Linked DNA regions of Mus musculus: region 1 is linked to region 2. A link is a contact called in public Micro-C data. All regions are on one chromosome and are shown on one strand. Each heading gives the region's core, a stretch centred on a gene start, on an enhancer-like site or on the middle of the called end of the contact. The rest is flanking DNA. Distances are from core to core; before and after follow the strand shown. Region 1 overlaps Secisbp2l (SECIS binding protein 2-like). Region 2 overlaps Shc4 (SHC (Src homology 2 domain containing) family, member 4).

The links. A called contact is a pair of places that touch in the nucleus more often than the background predicts.
Region 1: a Micro-C map of palatal mesenchyme shows a contact between it and region 2, with 2.7 times the contacts expected there. The contact joins two enhancer-like sites. A contact is called at or near these places in 3 of 39 promoter capture datasets (the 3T3-L1 cell line, cranial neural crest and embryonic stem cells), 2 of 15 datasets of contacts at CTCF or cohesin (CD8 T cells and the NIH/3T3 cell line), 11 of 484 Hi-C or Micro-C datasets (the BV-2 cell line, the G1E-ER4 cell line, the HPC-5 cell line and 7 more), 4 of 115 datasets of contacts at active chromatin or transcription factors (the SCID.adh cell line, acute myeloid leukemia, bone marrow-derived macrophages and 1 more) and 3 of 9 other capture datasets (adipose tissue, liver and pancreatic islet).

What each region holds. Positions count from the first base shown.
Region 1 is chr2:125,751,989-125,755,905 of GRCm38.p6, forward strand. It overlaps Secisbp2l (SECIS binding protein 2-like), which reads right to left. Exons shown (of 18, transcript NM_177608.3): 12 at 826-992. Among named protein-coding and RNA genes, the nearest start is that of Secisbp2l, 29 kb to the right of the region's middle. Within about 2 kb of position 1,328, at least 4 of the 459 cell types and tissues checked have an H3K27ac peak or open chromatin away from gene starts, as enhancers often do. A contact at or near this core is called in palatal mesenchyme, where this site is marked.
Region 2 is chr2:125,658,884-125,662,387 of GRCm38.p6, forward strand. All of the region lies in intron 6 of Shc4 (SHC (Src homology 2 domain containing) family, member 4), which reads right to left. Among named protein-coding and RNA genes, the nearest start is that of Eid1, 12 kb to the right of the region's middle. Within about 2 kb of position 1,563, at least 63 of the 459 cell types and tissues checked have an H3K27ac peak or open chromatin away from gene starts, as enhancers often do. A contact at or near this core is called in palatal mesenchyme, where this site is marked.

The DNA of each region.
Region 1 (3,917 bases), core at 78-2,577, 93 kb after region 2:
ATAGAAGATGGCCTGTTAAAAGGTGACTTATTTTAGAAACTAAGTTGAGGAGAACGTATAAGGAGAGTGCTAAGAGTCACAATCAAACTCACATCATCTATCTCCGTCTTCAAATGAAGGGAAGCAGGATGCTGAAGCAAACAAGCAAATACGGCACGTCTTTAAATCCGAGGTGACCAAGTAAGATTTCCAGTTTGTGTGATTTACACTCTACAGTTTTCAATTATTCAGGCATGGATTAACTCATTCTGACCCTCTAATACTAAACCAAAGCAGATATCATCATCAATTTATAGGTAAGGAAGACAAAGGTGAAAAGGTGGGCCTAAAACTGCTCTACTCCACACAGAACATACATTGCCGTTACAAAGGTTCAGGGCTAGCTGGCTAGGAGGCAAAGCGCCTGGCTCAGATGTCTGAGGCCTGGGGAGAATAGAGTTAAGAGCAACTGAGAAAACTCTGGATCTAATTAGGCTTCTACATGCAGGCCCCCATACAAGCATGCCCACAAATGCTTGCACACACATATATATGTAAGAGAAAAAAAAATGCCAAGGAAAGAAAGATCTGAACTTATTTCTAAGAAGGGTTTAATACTTTGAATATGAAATGTTTAGCAGTTTATTCTTCAAACATTATAGAAAAATGCAGGGCCTTCTTACATACAAGGAGACTGTCATACAATGCTGGTTTTGAATTAATCAGTCACATATAGCCATGTGCATATTACAACATCTACTTCCTAAAACACAACTAATTTGCAAGAAATACAAAAGGTAAACCTTTAATTATCTGATAAAGAAACATCTCCAGACTCGGGGTTACCTTTTTCAGTGCCGTAGGTCGTTTTAGCTTTGCAATTTCCTTCTCTTTTCCTTTTTTTGCTTTAGAGGAAGTAATATCCAAAGAATTAAAGGATGTCACACATGGCTGACTTTTGGCTAAGGTCTTTCTGTTAGAGTCTTTAGTGTGGAAAGTGGCTGTGGTGACAACTGAAAACAAACAAGAGCATTAGTGTTACTACTGCAGCCAATCTCCACACGTTGACAATCTCCTAAACAAAGCCTCAAAAACACAAGGTTTCTCTTCCCATGGAAATAGACAGAGGACAGCATAATGACAGGCTGGGCCGCATCCCTCAGACACGGCTTCCTTCCAGGTCTTTCACCTCCCAAGGAGAAGTCAATGCAGTCAGGCAACTGACAGGTCTGAAGTAAGCTGGACAGCTGGCGTCCAGTCAGCCTGCCCGGCTGTGTTCTCCTCACTCCTACAGAGGCAGCCTCTTACCCTGCTCACATACTTGGGCAGCCTATGGCTCCTCTCCTCAGCTCAGGGTCAGAGGACATGCTGAGTCTCCTGTTCCCCAGCAAGTGCTACACCCTGCTCATACCCTCATTCTGCAGCCCTGATTCTTACCATTGCTAAGCCTTCAAGTCTCCATCTCTCACTCCAGCAGAATGTTTGTCATTTCCTTGAGAAGACACTGCCCAAATTACAAAAGAAAAAAGAAACCAAAAGGAGAGGACAGACATCCTTCCTCCTGTCCAAGGCCCACTAACCACCTCAGCTCCTAATGCCACTTTAATTCCTCTGGGACCTTGTCCTGTCCCTTTTCTCATGCACTTCCCTGACCCAATCTCTGTTCTTTGAGTACTCCCCTACTCTTCTGTCTGAAACAAAAGCTGGCTTGGGAGGCAAGGCCAAAGCCTCGTCCCATAACTGGGCTGCGTCAGCCTACGGTGCTCTTACTGCTCCCCTTCCCAGTGAAACTTCTCAGCATCATTCTGAGCCCCTTCCTTTCCAAACCAGCACCACCTGGCCTTGGCCCTACCCACTCTCTTCTAAGTGTGCTGTCAAGACCCAGCAGAGCATTGCAGTCGCCAAATACAACTTCCCAATCTTGAAAAACTCCCCCCAGGCCTCTTCTAACATTACTCATTCATTCATTCATTCATTCATTCATTCGTATTTATTTGTCTGACTCTCCTTCCTTTTGTTTCTGAAACCTGGTCACTCCAAGGACTTCTCCCTCATTTTAAATGGACCAACTTCTAACCTGAACTACATATGTTTAAGTCCAGGGCCACTGTCAGCTCTCCTTATGTCACTGTGGTATGTTCATAGCACTCTTCACTAAGCCAGAAAGTACAGGTACAGTATATGTGTGAGGATGTGCCTGCACGTGTGTGCATAAGCATGTGACGCCATCTTGGTGGCGTCTTCCCAATCCCTGTCAATTCTAGTTTTAAGACATGGCCTCTCAGCAATTCGGCTACACTAGCTGGATAATGAGCTGAAGGATCTGCTGGTCTCTGCATCTTTACCACTGGGTTTATGGGTGTGCACTGCTATTCATGCCTGGCTATTACACAGTACTAGAGCTCCACACTCAGGTCCGCATGCTCACGTGGAAAGCACTTCACTGATGGAGCCATCTCTCCAACATCCCAGACTTGTCTTCAACCTACTCCTACAGCCTACTACTCCACACACCATCAGGTCCTTGCAAATGTTCGCTCCCATTCTTTTCTTAGGTTTCCTAACAGCTTTCTTTCTATTCAATACTTTCAAATAAAGACTGGGAAGAGAAGGGAGTCTTATTTCTATCTTCCAGGAACCCAACTCATTCTTCAAAGTCCAGTTAAACACTGTCTTTCCATGCAGTCACTTGTAATCCTTATTTCTCTTCTACTGCCATAAACCCCTCCCCTCTTTCTACAGGCTCACAGAACTTGATATATTTCTCCTAAGACACCACTGTTCATCAGGGGTTTTTTTTTGGTTTGGTTTGGTTTGGTTTTGGTTTTGGTTTTTCGAGACAAGGTTTCTCTGTGTAGCTCTGGCTATCCTGGAACTCACTTTGTAGACCAGGCTGGCCTCAAACTCAGAAATCCACCTGCCTCTGCCTCCCAAGTGCTAGGATTAAAGGTGTGCTCCACCACTGCCTGGCTTTGATCAGATATTAATATGTGTCTATTTTCCTATAAGAGTACCAATGATTGGCCCAACTTGAGACCCATGTATATGAGAGAGCTAACCCATGACACTATTAATGAAACTCTGCTATGCTTGCAGACAGGAACCTAGCATAGCTGTCTCCTGAGAGACAGTTCATCCAGCAGTAGATAGAGGCCGATGAACAGATCCATAGCCAAACATCAGGTGGAGCTCAGGGACCCTTGTAGAAGCGTGGAGGATACAACTGAATAAGCTGGAGAGGTCAAGGACGTCACAAAAAGACCCAGAGTCAATTCACCTGGTACTATGGGGGCTCACAGAACCTGAACCACCAACCAAAGAGCACGCAAGAGCTGGACCTAGGCCCCTACACACTTGCAGCTAATGTGCAGCTTGGTCTTCACGTGAATCTCCTAACAAGTGGATCGGGAGCTGTCTTGGTCTCTGTTCTCTGTCACTCGATCCCCTTTCCCTTATACTGACTGCCTGGTTGGCCCTGAGTGGGAGGGGATATACCTAGTCCTGCTGGGACTAGATGACCCAGGGTGGTATGGTACCCAAGGGGGACTTTCCCTTCTCTGAGAAGGGGAGGGGGCAATGGGGAGAGGGCTTTATAAAGGTAGGACTGGAAGGAAAAGAGGGGGAGGGCTGTACTCTGGATAAAAGTAAATTTAAAAAAATTATTGAAACCAAGAGATTTATTTTATATTTATTTTATGTCATGTGTATGAATGTTTTGCCTGGATGGGTGGATAAATGTGCACTATGTGAATGCTTGTCGAAGGGCATCAGATCCCCTGGAACAGAAGTTATGAATGGGTGTGAGCTGCCACTTGCGTGCTGGAAACTAAACCTAGGTCTTCTGCAAGAGTAAGCTCTTACTGGCCAATCAGTTCAAAGCTGAGCCAGCTGTGTTTGTGAGTAGGTCTGTCGTCACCACCTCCATAACCCCAATGCTC
Region 2 (3,504 bases), core at 313-2,812:
AACAGTAACTACGGCCAGGTCTTCACTTATGAGGACAGCAGGATAGGCTGTCTGTCTCCTTTAGAGAAAGTCTGGTATTTTTTTTTCTTCATACTAACTTAAACCCTCTGAGGAGCAGGACAAGCAGGCTGGGCACACAGAAGCACTAAGCCCGACCACCACCACTTGAGCACACTCTAAAGCGCTTCAGCTTCTCTGCAACTTCTCTGGATTGAATGCCTAGAAGGTTTTGGTTTTGTCTGTCCATAGGCAGTTCTCCAAATAATTTTCTGCTTTGCTTCAATTACCCTGTTGCTGGCTTTTTTTTTTTTTTTAAAGAAGATGGAACAGAAAGTAGAAAAGGGAAAAAATAAACAGAAAAAAGAAAAAACAAACAAACAAACAAACACCATGGGCTCCTGTCTCTCTCCATTAATGTGGCAGGCTGCCCTAGGCCCGTGCCACACCCCACCTCCTCTTAGCAAACACCCCTATTTTGACAGTGCTACTCTTTGAACTCTTAGTTTGTTCACATGATCACAGGGAAGCAACATAGGAACCTGCCATGAATCATATACAAAATGCTAGAATTCCTGGTCGGAGCTGCCCTACCTGCCGCTAACAGGCAAAGGGGAAAAGACGGATACATAAGAAATCCCGTGTTCCCAAGGGATTCTTGGTGACATGAAAACAGCCATGGCAGCCTGAGCTCTGATGTCTACATCTGGAATCAGTGCACACACCTGGTTTCTTTCCCAAGCTCCCAGTTCTACCTATGAGCATCAGTAAAAATCATAGGAATCTTAGCATGTCCCTTCACTAGGGATCCTAAGGGTAATATTACACAAAAGAATGAATATTACTCTTAGCCAGTAGAAGGCCTTTTAAAGAGTTTTGTTCCTTTGAGTTTCTGAGATGGTGAGTCTATGACCATCATAGCTAGGAGCATGGCAGCAAGCAGACAGGCAGGCATAGCGATGACACAGTTAGCTTACAGCTTACATCTTGATCTACAAGCATTGTGAGGCACAGAGAGCTGACTGAGAATGAAACGAGCATTTTTGAAACCTCAAAACCCACCCCCAGTGCACACCTCCTCTAGGTACTCACTATATACCCCTGGCTGGCCTGGAACTCTCTCTATAGACCAGGCTGGCTTTGAACTGACAGAGATCCACCTGCCTCTGTCTCCTGAGTACTGATATTAAAGGCATACACCACCACTCTCAGATTGTTCATTTTTCCGTAAAGATCAACATTTGTCTAGAATTAGTTCTTGAAATAAAGGTCAGTGTCTCAGATCATCCACCAGATGGTGCTGTGGGACGCAAATGGAGTAGATGCCTCCCGAAGCATCAGACTCCAAGAACAGTAGATTCACAGACAGCAGCCTGTGTACTTTACAAGCATAAATACAAATGTAAGTTAGCAGATTCGTTTAGGTTGCTTTTCATTGGCAGGGGCGTTGGTTTTACAATTCTCTTTTAATATTCAGCTCATGGCTTTCCTATACATAAACAGTCCAGGTAAACCGGGGTCTTTTCTCAGACTAAGTTCAGATACGGTATGAAAACCTCCTTAGCCTGCCACAGCATTGGAAAGCTGAAGACAGCATGGGCTTCCTCACGACAGCTACAGGAGAAGGCTGGACCTAACACTGACATTTTTAACTTGCCTTCTCTACAAAGAAAGCGTTTCATAAACTGATGAGTTCATAACAGGGCCGTAGCCAAGTTAGGAAAACGTAATACCAGCTGGATCTGGATGGAAACGTTGAACCAGGTATACAGCAGAGGGACGATGGGGGAGGGGTGACACATGGAGGATTATTAGCAGGAAGCCTGGTCTCCTGTGCCCACCTCCACTTCCTGCCAGTCGAGTTTTCCTCCTCACCCTTGCCGTCTGGCTCCTGCCTTTCTGAAGTCACCTAGTCTGTGGGCTCTCTGCTGAACTGAAGGTGTTTTCTTTCCTTCACTCTCCTACTATTCCAGCGTGAGACTATCCCGGTGTCCTCTCCAGGAAAAAGTGCTGTTCCTCCTAAGAAGGTCGCTCTCACCGGACCTCCTCCTCACGCTGCCACGCCGCGTGTCCTGGGACTTCTCCCCTCTCTGCAAGCCTCAGCCCCTTCCGTTGTGGACTCCTCTGCTGATGGTCCTACTCCACTTCTTCTGCTTCCCTCTCTCCGTCTCCTCGCCTCTAGCTATCTTCCCGTCTCCCATCCCCCAGACCCGTTCCTGGCTGGCATCAGGCTCCAGACCCACAGTAGCAGGCTCGGAGGGCATTAAGGGCAGATGCCTAGCTCATGGTCAGTTTGGGGCCTCACCTCCCATTCACCAAGTGAAAAGGTTGGAGTACTGGATTTTACTGAGGCTGATGAAGGCAAAGACGCTTCCTGCTGGTCTGAGGAATGGATAGTATTTCCACACACCTCAATGATTAGAACACTGTAAACTACTGAACCCAACCAGGCCCATCAATCTCCCGGTCAGGAGGTCACCCCTGGTTGCCCCTGGCAGTCCCTCTACTTGTAGCACCCGGAAGCCCCTCCATCTGTGCGGTTGTTTGCAGATCTCCAGTGCCAAGCTTTCTGAACTTTACAGTTCTAACCATAAAGCCTAACCCCACTGCCACCCCAGCTTTCTATCTCTCCACTGAATACCAACCAAAATCTTAAGATTTTTGCCTAGTCACTGTTTTCTGTGAAGACTACATAATCCCACTTCTATAGTGGCTTCCAGACTCCCATACCTGACCCTAATTCAAAGGCCTGGCCGACTCCCCTGATCTTCCTACCTCCTCTCCAAAGCCCCTGCCATGATTTCCAGCCTATCTGTCCTGTGGGTTTTTTTCCTCAAACTGTAATAAAATGGACTTTGAATTTCCTTCAGAGTCCATTTTAAGGTTATCTTATTATTGACCAAGGACCTCTAAAAGGAAATCCCAGTCCCCTGTGACACTTGGACAGAGCGGGTCTCCCTAAGGAGAATCCTAACTCACTAGGCAATGTTCTGTCACCTTCTCATTCCACTATTTTTTATTCAGGAATTGAGAACATTTGAAAATATATAACAAATACTCATTATTAGAATTGAAGAAAATAAAAAAGACCAAGAGAAAGTTAAAATCACCCCAAATTCCACCATGCGGAAACAGTTGCTATTAGCAGTTTGGCATAGGCCTTTCCAGTTTTGTTTTGCTTTTTTCTGTGTAAATCCCCGCCTCAAAAATCACCTGGGCCACAGTACACAGATTCTCATATTCTGTCTGTGCGCTTAATAGCATAGTGGATACTTCAACTGTGGCATTATACATCCTTCTAAAACAATCTTGAACATGCTATGGATTGGTTTAATTTTTAATAGATGATACTGGGTTAATAATTGCCTCCGGCATATAAATATTATATGGCAGTGATTTTAATTGTTTGATCTCTTTGCACATCCTAATTACTTCCTGAGAAATGAAACTGCTGGTTTAAAGGCCAGACTGGGCAACAGACCTGACCCAAATCGTCAAACAGCCCTA